Regions from separate parts of the Gossypium hirsutum genome. Here region 2 is linked to region 1. The links are chromatin contacts, called in public Hi-C maps. All regions are on one chromosome and are shown on one strand. The core of a region is the stretch at or near the end of the contact, and the rest is flanking DNA. Distances in the headings are between cores, read along the strand shown. Region 1 has its middle 13 kb from the start of LOC121231824. Region 2 holds the start of LOC107956866.

Region 1 (7,528 bases), core at 1,666-4,165:
AATATGGTTTCTTTAATTACATGGCTTTTTTTTGTTTGGTTGCGAAGAAAATTCGACACATTTACAGTATGGTTTCTTTGATTACATGGCTCTTTTCTGTTTGGTTGCCAAGAAAATAAGGGAAAAGGGGAAATCAATAGATTTGTAAGGAAAAGAACCTTGTTTTTAAGAATTCATTTGCCTATTGCTGTCTTCTTTGATAGTGAAATCAACATTTGAGAGTTTGTTTGCATGCATTGAGATTAATAATCTGTTTCTCCATTTTTAATGCATAGAAAGAAGAGAAAGGAAAAAAATATTTTGAAATAATTACATAGAGGTTTAGTCAAAAAAAATGTCACATGTCGTCAATTAATTCTTTAAGGTGCACATTAATAATCTGTTAGTGGATTAACAAAATTTTTAACAATAGTAACTAGTTCAAACAATTATCTTAATTAGAATACCAAATTGAGAAAAAAAAATTAGAATGACTAAAATAGGACAAACCCTATTTTAAAGTGATCATGACTATAACTTACCCTTATTCTTATTAATATACATACTTATTTTATATTTATATAACACTACCATCAGAAGATATTGTTTTGCTTATCAAAAACTATTAGGGTAAAAATACCGTGGAGGTCCTATATTAAGAGTCAGATTCTATTTTGCTCTCTTTATTCAAAAGAGGATAAATTTGTCCCTATATGTTAGATCAATGAATAAACTAGTCCTTTTATTAAAAATATAATTTATTTTTACTATTAAAAATTAGTCCATATATGTTAGCATGAAGTATGCAAGGCATGTCGCGTGTCACTGTCTAATTATTATACCAATTAACTATTTGTAACAGTATAAATAAATAAAAATTTTAACATAAAAGACCAATTATTTAAGATACAAAGTTTAACTTACCTAATTTTTAATAGAATAAGCAGGACTTGTACATGACTTCTATATTACTTTCATCATGGTTCCAAAAAAAAAGAAGGTAGGGAGGGCTATTCAATTCCCTGAAGGTATGGGTTTCTGAGATATTTAGCTTTGGTCTTGCTTGCTCTTTTGGGAACACAAATGTGGCCACTTTTGCATTACTCTTATACTTTATGCTTCAAAGTTCTACACGCAAAGTATTTCTCCAATGGTAATATCCTCTAGGGTAGAAATGTTGACAATTTGTCCCATGTGTGGAATATTGTATATACAGCTCTGAAACAAATTATATTGGATTTTAATTTGAGAACTGATAATGTGCATCATTAGTATATGGAATGTTTTCTTAAGAGGTGTTCAAACAATAAGTTGGGACATTATTTAAATTAAATTATCATTATTTAAATTAATTAAGATATTAAAATCTTTTAATTATTTTTTGAACTGATTTCTTTTTCAAAATTTATTAATCGAATCGAATTAATTTCGACTAATTCAATCAATTAATTAATTTTTTTTTCTTTTTAGTTCAAACAAATTTAAAACATAACCCAAAAAAAAATACAATGACAATATTCTTTTTCTTTTCTTTTAGCTCAAATAAGTTAAAAAACGAAGAAGAGAAAAACAATTAATAACAAAATGAACACACAAAATGAAAAAAAAAATCATTACGTACAAAAACAAAACGGGTGTAGGTTCTAGAATTTTAGTTTTTTTTTTTCGTTTGGTTTGGTTTCTATTTTAATTTTATTTTGGGTAAGCTACATTTAATATCACTAAATTATTAGTATGTTTATATTTAGGTCACTCAACTTCAAAAAGTTACAAAATGATCACTAAATTATTCAAAGCTTTTCACTTAAGTGACCGAACTATTTAAAAGTTTTTATTTAAGTCACTAATCTATTAAGTTTTTTTGAAAAATAGTCTGGCTGGCGGACTCCAAGCAATAGTTCGATGATCAGTACAGTGAATCAGTACCTATCGATGAGTAGAAGAACATATCTTAGATCCAAGTCGATCTGACAGTTAGTGTTAAAGATCAAAGAAGAAAGTTGTTTGGATTTTAGTTTGTAAATTTGTGATGTTGAAAGTTGTTTCATAAAAAAAATGAATTATAGAAAAGAAGGAGAATGGGAGCTTTTGATTGGTGCAGGTGATACAAACATAGAAGGCCATATATTAATGATTTTGACAATTCAATGACTTAAATAAAAATTTTAGAATAGTTTAGTGATCATTTTATAAATTTTTGAAGTTGAATGATCAAAATATAAACTTACTAATAGTTTAGTGACTTTGAGTGTAATTTACCTTTTTATTTTTCAAAATATATTTTTCTTTAATCCATTATATCAATAGTTATACGTCCATCTTGTTTATATACACGGGCTTATGGATATATGATATATATTGGGCTTATACAATATTCTGGGCTTATATATATTAAATTTAAGTTAATTTCTTGTTTTTGAATGGAAGTAATAGATAGCCAAACTTTCACAAAACTTTAGCCCTATTTTTTATCTAATTAATTTCAGTGACAAACTGATTAATCAAACTAATTTAATTTGGTTGATTAATTTAGTTTTAACTGAATCATGCACATCCTTAATCACCATAGTCCATTCTCTAGAAGCGGGACTTTGTTGTTAAATGCAAAGGTTTCTGAATTTATCCAAGAAGACAAAGCTAAATACAATCAGAATTAGTGTTTTTAAAATTAAATCAGATCGATTGGTTGAATAAAAAATCGATAGGTTCATTAATCTAGAACAAGATAAATATTTCATTAACTTGTGATAGGATATGAATTGATTGAATCAAATTTTATAAGTTTATAACATTTTTTTTAATTGGATGAGAGGAAACTTTGGGCCGAGTCTCTAAAAGAGGAGCTAAATGGAATCATGAAGGTGGCTATAGCCATTACTAGATTGGATGATAGGGTGGTTTGGATAGGACTCATTTACCAAGTGGAGTCTAAATTGGCTCATAACTTGCTGGGCTTGGTTTTGAGCTGCATAGAGTTATGGGATTGGACTCAATTGCCCGGTACAGCACTATATTTCATTGGCGCACTTGATGAAATTTGGGAAGTGAAAAAGGATACATTTTTTATTATTATCAAAGTTAACTACCATAAGATTAGTAGATATTTTGTATTAGAAAATTTCCTTTAAAGGATATTTTTTTTATATTAGGTGATTTAGTTAATTTAAGATTATTTTGTATTATTTTTATAGAAGAGAAGTCAAGATAAATCTTATTGAGGTAATTTTCAGTAATTTTTTTATTGTTTAATAATATTTTCGACATTATCTTAGTTATGAGTAGCTAGTTTTATTTTATTTTCTAACCAAGGGTAAATAGAAACTAGGTTTTATTAGAACTGTGAGATTTAAAGTGTTTCATTGATATTTGATCATTTTATGTTTTATGAAAATGGTAGGACCGTATTTTATTATTGTTTTTTAATACCATTTTAAGAAGGATCTCTTGTTTTTTTTTTAAGATAATAAATAAATAAATAGTATATTTAGATCCACAATTATCTCTTTATTTTAATAAATAGAACAAATTATATTGTAAGAATAAGTGATCTAATTTAAATGAATTGTACATTAAATTTGATTAATTAGAGTCAAGTCTTTATCCATAAGGGTAGTGGTGAATTAAATTTTAGGAGCAGTCACTTAGAGTTATTCGACTGACAAGAGTTAATGGTGGAGCTATTTTTGTAATTAATTTACAAATTAAGAAAAGATTGGTGGTTTGAATCCGTCCTATCATCGCTCTAACCATCTTATTTTTGAGTAAAGAAACATTTAGAATTTGTAATCAATTTTGATACCAAAGCTGACATCATACCTGAGGCTAGAAATCTTAATGTATTGATTTATTCTTTATTATTTCGGATTACTGTTAATTACATTTAATTTTCCCTTTTATTTATATTTATTTTATTATTTTTACAAGATCTAAAACCATTCTTTTATTGTAGATTTTTTTCAAGTTGTGGGCACCACTTAACCCTAATCACAACATATTTGAATTTTATTTATCTATGTATGAATTTATTCTATTTTTAAGCATAGGGATTTGAAATTGATAGATTCAAAAAGGTTTAAATATGTTGTAATCTTTTAAAATTTAAAATTTAGTTTCTATAATTTAATTTTGAAACATTGAGTCTTTTTACTTTTTTATTTAAAATCTTGATTCTTTCATCCCATTTTATAGATATGAAGAAGCTAAATTAACTTTTTTAGCCTTATTGATAGTAAGAATCAACAAGGAGAAGAAGGAAATGTGACAGTTCACCCTGGTAGGGCAGAAAGCCGTTGTACCTTGATGGCTAGAATGGTGGTGAGAATGGCTAGGAGGAAGAAGGAAAAATGAGATGGTTATGGTCCTTTTTTTTGTATTCTCTGTATGTGTGAGGGTTTATATACATGAAAAGGAGGGCGCGCCATGTATTGAGTTCTCAATGGAGGGAAAGTCATATCTTGTCTTTTTGCAGAGAAGACGATGTGATCTTATTGGTCAATGATGTGACACATTAGGATGACTTAGCAATCAATGGGCGCAATGTTCTATGCATTCATAACAATGATAGTCTAGGTTCATTAGACATGGGTCTAATCGAGGTAATTCGATGTTGGAGGTCCACTCAGTGTGAGGTTCGGACAATGGTGACACATGTAGTTGCCAGCGGAGGTGGTATAACAGGTCCTCAACAATTACAATTTTTGTCAACTTAGTCCTTACTTTTAAAAGTATATAAAAACAAAATGTTTTTTTTTTATAATTTTTTTATATTTTTAATAAGAAATCCTAAAAAATATATTTTTTAATTTTAAAAAATAAATTTGAAATTTAAAAAAATATAAAAATATAAAAAAGTTTCAAAATTTTAAAAAATGTTATTTACTTATTGAATGATAATAAGTTCTCTTCAAAATTTGAGTTTTTTGTTCAATTAATATTAAATTGGATTTTAATATAATTGATTGAAATTAAATTAAATTAAATTAAATTAAAAAACTTGTTCAGATCATATTTTAATATAAATTAAATGAATAACTCAAAATTTGGAAACATTATATTGCTATTCAAAAAGTACATAACAATTTTTAAAATTATTTTAGAATTTTTGAATGATTTTAAAAAAAAATATTTTTTTTAAATTTGAACAGTTTTATCTTCCATAATTTTTGAAAATTTATTTTAATTTTAATTTTATTAGGGTATTTTTATTAAAAGATATAAAAAATTTATTTTTTTTTCTATAAATTTCATTCCACTTTTAAAGAATAAAGGTTAAATTGACAAAAAAACAAATGTTGAGGGCTAAAAAATTATTCTACTCTTTTTATAATTACAAAAAATAAAAAGGTAGACCCAATATCTTAAAATTAAAATAAAATGAATAAATTTAAATATAAAAAAAAACAACCTCTAACATATTTAAACCTATCAAAATTAAAAAATAATGGGATAGACCTCTCGATTTTAGAGATATCTATTGTAGAAGCATATGAACATAAAAAGAACAGTTTTCGCAAGAGTATTTTGCTCAAGGTATAGAATAAAGTACTTTATTGTCTAGCGGGTTTCTGTTTTGATTATAATTATTGATATACGAAATATCACACAAATTAAGAAAATGTCATTGCAATAAAATTGATCACTGAAGAATGACACCTTAAAAATTTTTATCCTCATTTAATTATATATTTTTTATTTTTCATTCAACTACTAAAAGTTATAAAATGATTACTTAATTATTAGTAAATTACTTTTTTGATCACCCAAATATAAAAATTTATAAAATGATCACTCAACTATTTAATTTTGTCTTTTTTGGTCACCAGCTGACTAACTTAAAAATCGAAACTCAAAAATTTAAGATATTTAAGTGACCAAAAAAATAATTTACTTATAATTAGATGATCATTTTGTAACTCTTTATAATTGAATAATTAAAAAAAATAACATAATTGAATAAATATTAACATAATTTACTTAAAATTTTATCTCCCAACTTTGAAAAAAAGACCCTGGACCAAACTGACTGCTAAACTAAATATGACGCCACTTAGCTAGCTAGCTCAAATGCTATAGCGTGAATGTGTTGCATGTCCACTTTCATATTGTATCTCTATTAATTTCAGCCAACTACCAACAATTTATTTCATTTCCATAAGGTTGGTGGAACACGATAATATATCATCATAATTGATTGATTAAATCACAAGTGATGCAAATTTTATGTTGAGTCGGCACCAATACAAATTGGGTCCCTAAGTCTGGCTATTTTAAAAATGAAAAAAAAACATAAAAAATTACTAAAACAGGATTCAATACATGTTCCACATGATGTAATCAAGCTTCGTATACATCGATTTGTACCATACAAATTCTGGCCATTATTTATTTACCTTCCACCATCGAAGCTTTTATTATAAATAGAAAAGACATGTCGTAAGACCTTTACTTGGTTGCCCACACAAATTGGGGTGTTGATGATGGGAATGGATTGAGTTTGGACTATGTTTACGTATAATGTTATATATAATTGTTGAAGATTGATTTAGTTTAAAATACAAGTTAAAATTCTATTTAAATTTATTATTATTTGTAAATGATTAACTAAACTCGTTTAATTTAATTCATTAAAATTTTTTAAAATATACCAATCACTATCTAGTAGTTTTTACAAGTTATATGTTGTTAGTGGTTTTTCTTTTTTTTTTTGCTCTACAAATATTAACTTTTGTGTTTAGTCTTTAGTGATTAAGTTTTTATTTTGAATAGTAATTAAGAAGTTTATTGATCAACATTTTATGTTTAAACTTTTTTATTTCATTTATTTGATATTTATATCTATTTTTCATATACATTATTAAATATATTTTTAAAATATTGATAAATTTGGAACAGTAGACTAAAACATATTAATACACTTTTCAAGTTTTTGTTTTTGTCTAATGACGGTGTTAGCCTCTGGGCTAGCTACCGTCCTGTTCATCAACCATTTTTTTTTAAAAAACAAATAAAGTTTTCGTGATACGTCGCAGTTTCAAAATCCATAAACAGTAGTTCAAAATCCCGAATTTAAACCAAATAGTATCAGTTCAGAAATTACATAAATACTACCAATCATAGCAGTTAAAATAATAAAAGCATTAAAACAATAAAAACCAGAGTATATGTAGCAGTGGTCACCGTCGAGCCCTCTGTTGCACCAATCCATCTACTGCTGGATATTACCTGACAGATAAAACAATAAAGGGGTGAGTTTTCGCAAACTCGGTGTGTAACCCTCACAGGCAGCATGCATACAAATAGATAATAGAGTACAGATAATTCGGGCCTGAGCCCTTTTCAGAATCAGTGTAGACCTTAGCCCACTCAGATACAGAATTAGAACAACCGAGCCTTAGCCCATACAGATATCGCATGCATAACAGATCAAATTATCAGAGAAACATGCCCACCAACCCTGCACACCATCTCCGTCCAACCCAACACACCATGTGAGGATAAGATCGACCCACCCAGCCCTACACAAAAAAGTGTGGGGATAAAATCAATCCAT
Region 2 (7,528 bases), core at 3,728-6,227, 120 kb after region 1:
TCTGAAACCCTACTTATGATCATAATTGAGTTTGAGTTCAGGAATAATAATCTTTAGAAATGTACAGTTTAGAATGTGTAATATAAACCCAGATTGAATTGGAACTGCTACATTCAGAAACCTGCATTTATGGGCATGTTTATGCATACATTCCTCAGCTTCTGAGAACTCAAATTATATTGCACTTGAATGTGGTATCTACATATTCTTTCTTGTGATCAATGGCCTAGAATTATGATGCTGTTGTGGGGGATATAACAATCATCTCTCGCAGATTTGCATATGTCGATTTCACGCAGCCATTCACTGACTTAGGCATCGGAGTTGTAGTGCCAAAAATCAACAACGACATCTGGATTTTCCTGAAGCATCTTTGTGGAGATCTGTGGATAACTGCAGCTGCTGTCTTTATTTTCACTGGCGTTGTGATTTGGTTTATTGAACGTCCCATCAACGAGGAGTTCCAAGGCTCACCATCTAAGCAAATAGGAATGATCTTTTGGTACTCTTTCTCAACTCTTGTATTTGCCCACAGTAAGTACTCTATGTTCAACTTAAATAACCTTTCTGTTTCATTCATACAGAACCATATATTGAACCGAGCTTATTAGGTAAACTCGATGCTAATCTCGAGTTGAGTTTGTGTTTGATGCATACATTGAGCTAAGCTAACTGTAATTTTTGTTTTACCATAATTTGGAACTGCCGAGGAGAAGCTGTTGAGCAACTTGTCGAAGTTTGTAGTGATAATATGGGTGTTTATTGTGCTTATAATAACCTCAAGCTACACCGCAACTTTGGCTTCCATGTTAACAGTTAAACAGATTCAATTGAGCTCAAGAGACAACGATGTATGGGTTCCAAGTGATATTAGCAACTTTACATTTGAAACTCGTAGACGAAGGGCAAACCATTCTCCGGAAGAATATGCCGATGCTTTAAAAAGGGGAAGTAAGAATGGTGGTGTGTCAGCTATTATTAATGAAATACCATACCTTAAAGTATTCCTTGCCAAGTACCTTCTGATTACGCCATGATCAAATTGAAGGCTATAACAGGCGGTTTTGGTTTTGTAAGATTCCTTTCAAAAACCCTATTAACTTTGATCTTTCATCGATTTGCAGCAATGGGTGTTGATTTGTTTGTATGTTATTAATGGCAGGTTTGCCCTAGACGTTCCCCACTTGTCCAAGACATATCAAGTTCAATTATGAGGTTAAGAGAGGAAAAAAGGCTGGAAATGATGGAAAATAAATGGTTTAACAGTGAATCAAGCTTTACAACTCTGGACCCAGAAAGCAATTTCAATAGGCTACACATTCATAGCTTTGGGGGTTTGTTTCTTGTCACTGGAATCTCTTCAATTTCAGCTCTGGTGGTATGCCTATTTCAGAAACGACAATCCATCAAAATCCAACTCAACAGTAGCGTAGACTCTTTAAAAGGGTACTTCAATGTGAAAATAATAGGAAGACAAAAAGAACGAAGTTGAGCTCGTCTGGAAAAATTATTATAGCCGCAATGTATTACTATTTATATTTATATATAGGTCACGAAGCAAATCCCTGAGTTGAAGAGCGAAACAAAATTTCTGTTAAGATCATACATAAATACATATACATAGAGAAATTGCAGCAGATTCATAGTTTTGAGTTTGGGAGATGAATAACAACACCTACTAATTAGAAGATATATTTTGTTATACCACGTTTGGTTCAGTATAATGGAATAGAGTTGTAATGGAATATAATCATAATAGAATAGATCTGTAATAGCAATTTAATTGTTTGGTTGAGTGGAATAGAATTGTAATAGGATAAGAAAAGAAGCTGAAATGATCAGGGTATCCTTATTAAAAATTTTGTTAAAAGGATGATTATTGTTATTAAATTTTAATAATAATATTATTAAATATTATTTAATAAAAACAATAATACATAATTTAATCCTATTTTAATAAATTTATTATTAAATATAATTTAACAATAATAATACATGATTTAATAATATGAATTAATATATGAATTAATAAAAATAATATATAATATTACAAAAAAATAATATACAACCTACTTTATTATTTTTAATAATGCATATTTAATGTGCTAGAATATTATTAACAAAACAAATAATTTAACATATATATCATAATCTATATGTTACTTAAAGAATAATTTAAAAGAGCAATTTAAAGAATATCTTGTCTCAAATATTTTTACTCATAGACAGATGTTGAAATACAACAAAAGAACTAATGAAATTGTTATGTTGTATATATATTTTTAACATATTTTTATTAATTTATTTATGCTGCTAGATGTGTATAATATAAGAATATCATGTAAAAGTAAAAATAAATAATATAGATTTAATATATGTAATCACAAACTCTCATGCAACTTCATTTTTACATGTGCCAAACTTCACAAAAAATACTGATTGAAAGTATCTATTCACAAAGAATAGCATTAAGGTTCCTTTAAAATGCTGACCGAGAGTATTTTATAGAATAAAATATGATAACATAAGGCTATTTTAGTATAATATATATTAATGGAAAATTATTGAACATATAAAGCTTCCCTGCATCAATGAATTTTTAGAAGCTGAAAAATACAAAGCAAGAATACCAATAAACTGAATACTTGAATAACATGCAACCACTGGCTCCTCTTCTTGGAAATTTGTAAAGCTTTTGCAATTGCAATCAATGGAAACTCAGTCTCCCGAGCTACCCATTTGTCCAATGCTCCATAAACTGTCTCTTTTTCATTAGGAAGTTGAGAAACCTACTTTTACATATAGAAATCAGTGTATATCTTTATCTTTAAATATTAAATACATACTATAACTAAAAACTATACCCAATATAGAGAATGCTCTATAAAGCTTCTTGTAATATGAAATTTTGCATATTAGAGAATACTTTATGGTGAAGACCTGGAAAAAGATAAAGATATTAAATTTAGATAGCATGGTAATATGCAACATGCAAAATTAATTTCATCTGATAACCAATAGAGGCAAAATTATTAATACATTATGTAAGTTGTATTATATGTGCAGTCAAAGATTTCCTTTCCCATCTCTTTGAAAAGAAGGGAGTTTCACATTACGTACAACTATTTGATTGCAACCATCTTGAATGTTTATGTCACAAAGGATATCAGAATTGCATACAATTAGTACTAGGAGAAAAAAACATAGAAAACGGGTGAGGGTTTCAAGCTGAAAAGCATGCAAGTAAAATCAGATTCATTTCTTTTTTCCATAAAAAAAGAGAAGGACAGTTCTTTATTGTCACTAATATGAGCAATCATAAAGGTTTCTGGAAGGTTAATTGTATCATAATCACAACAAGAGTTTATTCCAAGTTTGGAGAACATAATAGACGTATTGCGTGTTGGCTTGATTTTTAGCAAATTGCAAACGTTTGTGATTAAGATGGTAAAAATTTCAACCAAAATCATATTTGAGAGTGCATGTATTTTTGTTTCTAATCACGCCCTTTAAGCCAGGATCTAAGTTATCAATGAGAGAAGCATTGGATGTTTTAATTTAAGTAAAGAACACAACATTGAACCAAAAATAATAATAAACAGAGAAAAAAAACAACAGCACAAAAAGGTTGCAGGTTAGATAGTATGCATTTACAGATGGAAGGGAAAAAGAAAAACATTTGGCCCAAGAGGAGTGTTTCTGTCCTTCTGGATTTCAGCAACACCACCTTTAATCTCCAATCCCGTGATACCCGTGAATGGTAGCCCCAAGAACTCCCTTAACACTAGTAAAAACGAAACATGGCCTACAATGATATGCAATTAAATCGAATTCAATACAAGTAAGATCCATAATCAGCATTGGACTTTCAAGCAAGAATCTTAAATTCAATGCAAATAAAATGATAAATCGAATAAAAAACCAACAAATCCAATACACCTCTAGAAGAAAGAACTAGAAAATCTTAGATAATAGATTCAAAGAAGCAAACATATTTTATTAATTTAAGCTAAATACCAAATTGGCACATTAACTAAATTTTTTTCCCATTTTTCCGTATAAGAATCATCAAAATCTCTAAACATTGGGATCCCCAAATTACACTTTTTTCCCATAATTTTTTTAATAATTTTTTTGGTAATTTTTAATCTGGGTATTTGAAGCTCCCTTTATCTACCTTAAACAAACAAACAAAAACTAGCACGCACACAAGAACAACATCACATTGTCACTCCATGCCTTATAAAAATAAAGTTTCTTCCTTTTGTTTAAAAAATAAAATGATTTGTTATTGTCGGAGTTAGTGATCTTTTTCTAGAATGTATCATCAAATTCACAGAAAACCAAACATCAAAAAGGAAATATTTAAGAAAATGAAGAAAATAGAGAAAGAAAATTTTACCGGAAACAGAGACGAAGAGCCCAAATATCAAAGAAGGGTAAGTTTTTTTCAATCTAATACAAATAGAATGGAATCTCAGCATTCTACATTTGCTTTTACAATCGAAAAAGAAACATTGAAAAATAGATAGTTCGAATTAAAATTTACCAAATCTTGGATCTTGCAAGACGACTTGAAAAACACTTCAAATCTTTTTTTTTCAATGAATGAACTATTAGGGTTAGGAGGAAATGAGATTAAAAAGAAAATTTTAAATTAAGTGAAGAAGAAATGAAGTTTACAGTAATGGAGGGAAGAAGAATGAAAAAAAAAATCAGTTGGCGATTAGGGATTTCAGATTGTGAGAAAGAGAGGAGAATGGTGAGGGTAAAATTCAAACCTTTCTCTAATTTGCTATTCCACCCATTCCCTGAATCACCATTTAGTGGGGGAGCATGGAATGGTTTGATGCATTTTCACGCTGAATAATCCCGTAATGAATATGGCTGTAATAACTATTATAGCCAACCAAAAAATCGTTTGGTGATAGGCCCACCTAATTGGGCTGTAATGTATTGTCATTACAGTCAAGTGAACATACCCTTAGACTACGTTTAGTTGGCTGTAATGGAATAAGGCTATAATTGAATAAAGCTGTAATAGAATAGAGCTGTAATAGAATAGAGTTGTAATAAGTAATTCAACTGTTTGGTTGAAGGGAATGGAATAGAACTGTAATAGTATTATTGTGTTTGGTTGAATGAAATGATGTTGTAATAGCATAAGAAAAAAAACTAAAATGACTAGAATACCTTTAGCAAAAAATTTTTAGGGTAGATGATTATTGTTATTGTTATTAAATTTTAATAAAATTATTATTAAAAATAATTTAATAAAAATAATAAATAGTTTAACCATATTTTAACATAATTATTATTAAATATAATTTAATAAAAAATATAATTTAATAACATTCTTAATATAATTATTATTATATGAATTAAAAAATCAAAATATATAATACTATAAAAATATATATAATCTACTTTATTATTTTTAAACTGCAATACATATTTAATGTGTTAAAATATCATTACTGAAACAAATAATTTAATCATTCTACAATAAAAAATAATTAAATATTAAAAGTAATAAATAACTCATTGCTAAAAAATAATAAATAACTTGATAATTATATTTCACATTCAAGCATAATATTCATATATTAACAAAAAGTTACATGATTTCATTAGTTTATATGTCATAATTCATATGTTTTAAAATTTTACAACATCAAAAAGTTACATCATTGTAATGACATTCTATCATGTCATTATAACATCCAAATATTACAAACACAAAAAATTACCAAAATATCAACAGAACCATGATTTTTAATGGTCAGCAAGAAATCTTCTGACCCATTCCAATCGCACAATACAAGGTAAACTAAAGAAAATGAGCATTTGCATTGGATGATCTGGAATTTTGCTCAATGCTCGATAGCGTTCATCCTCAGTTAAACCTTCCACTTCACATAATGTTGGATATAATTTCAGAGCACTTTCTTGAATGGTCATTTCTGACTTTTGTTAAATTACCACTTCGGATGCAATACTCTTACTGATTTCAAGGCCAACGATCCGTATATTTTTCGCTAATAAAGCGGCAGCATCATTAAAAGAAGTAGAAAAATCACTTGCATCAGAAATCTTTTTTTTCTTCTTTGAAAATGCAGAATCACCTTGATTTCTAGCTGGTTGCGGTTTTGGTTGCGGTTGTGTAGCTGAGAGATCCATGTCATCCAAAGAAACATTAGCTTCGGATCCATGAAAATCGTTTCTTTCTTCATGAGTATTTGTAGCATCTACATCCTCAGCATTTATTTTTCCAATAATATCAGCAGCTGTTTGAGCATCTTTTCTAGTGGCTCAATCTTTTGCGTAGATGGTAGTAAGTTGTTCATAATAAGGGAAACTCTGATGTCTGAATTGAGCTGCTTCTTTATGACTCTATAAAAATGAGAAATTCATATTAGATATAAATTTTGTCAAAATGAGATAATAAAGACTTGAAATAATTCTTACATTTATATATGAGTTCCACACCGCATCTTCAGCAACAACAAGCTGCCTATGCTCATCCCAACCAAAGCCGCTATTGTTTTTTCCAGTAAGCATGTCATAAATGATTGACCAATCCATTTTCAATGTCCTAATCCTCGATTCAAGATTAGGTTTAGCCTTCAACATGGCATTGGGTAAAACTTTTTCTAACATTTTTTCTAACTCATTTAAATAGCCAGCTTTGAATCCCGTATCCGCATTAAAGGTTCCAGCATTGTGCAAGTCGACCATACAAGCAACCAACGCAGCATCTTGTTCTGAAACCCATTGCCTTTTGGTTCCTCAAGAACTCTGGGAAGAAACACTTGATTGGGAAAAACCTGACATAACTATATTAAGAAAAAACACAAATGAAAATATAAAAATTTTAAAAAATTGTTTAAGAAAAACTAAAATGTATTAAAATAGAAAGTCAAGTCAAAATCATGATTATGCTACAAGGATATATACAAAAAGAGAATAGCACAGAACATTGCCAAGAAGCTAGTATTTCTTTAAATTTGTCATGGTAACTAACAAGAATAATGTGCCATAGCTGGCCAGTCTCCAACAAAGCTTTCTGGTCTTTATTTTTTGCACAAGCATCTTATTTTTCCTATGGGCAGAGATCCATAGCTTTGCAGGTCCAGGGTCAAATATATAATTTCGCATCTTCAAGGTGGTCTAAGATGTTATATATGCAACACAAATCTCCTAATATTCTTCTACCATATGCAAGATGCAACAGGCAATTCACCTGGTTGACTAGTTGATAAAACTTGTGTTAGCCATTTGTTCCAAATTTGCCTTTCACCAGCCTCGTAAGGAAGCAGCACACCATCAATTGGCGCACAATCTAAATTCCTGTATTAGATTACAGCCAAATCCATAAACCCATAAAAGCTTTGGTAGATGGCTCTATGCTAATATTATGAGCAACAAAGACGCACAACTGCAGTGGGAGTTGATATATATTAAGGCACTTACAGGTATATATAACATATTATTCTTGAAAGTAGCTGAATGAAAATGTTGATCAATG

Evidence for each region. A called contact is a pair of places that touch in the nucleus more often than the background predicts.
Region 2: a contact with region 1 is called in a Hi-C map of leaf, with 2.7 times the contacts expected there. The contact joins the promoter of LOC107956866 here to the enhancer-like site in region 1. A contact is called at or near these places in 5 of 34 Hi-C or Micro-C datasets (all in leaf).

Annotation. Positions count from the first base shown.
Region 1 is chrA07:92,759,461-92,766,988 of Gossypium_hirsutum_v2.1, forward strand. No RefSeq gene overlaps it. Among protein-coding and RNA genes, the nearest start is that of LOC121231824, 13 kb to the right of the region's middle. Within about 2 kb of position 2,916, at least 3 of the 9 cell types and tissues checked have an H3K27ac peak or open chromatin away from gene starts, as enhancers often do. A contact at or near this core is called in leaf, where this site is marked.
Region 2 is chrA07:92,880,026-92,887,553 of Gossypium_hirsutum_v2.1, forward strand. It overlaps LOC107956866, which reads right to left and starts at 4,978. Exons shown (of 4, transcript XR_005929914.1): 1 at 4,782-4,978; 2 at 3,655-3,805; 3 at 2,865-2,940; 4 at 2,475-2,789. It overlaps LOC107955381 (a long non-coding RNA gene), which reads right to left. Exons shown (of 7, transcript XR_001699945.2): 4 at 7,474-7,528; 5 at 7,244-7,350; 6 at 6,469-6,836; 7 at 5,557-6,393. It overlaps LOC107955378 (ubiquitin-like-conjugating enzyme ATG10), which reads left to right. Exons shown (of 11, transcript XM_016891158.2): 9 at 275-534; 10 at 817-1,072; 11 at 1,163-1,637. It overlaps LOC121203765 (glutamate receptor 1.3), which reads left to right. Exons shown (of 4, transcript XM_041074218.1): 2 at 231-534; 3 at 817-1,001; 4 at 1,163-1,492. The coding sequence ends at 1,492.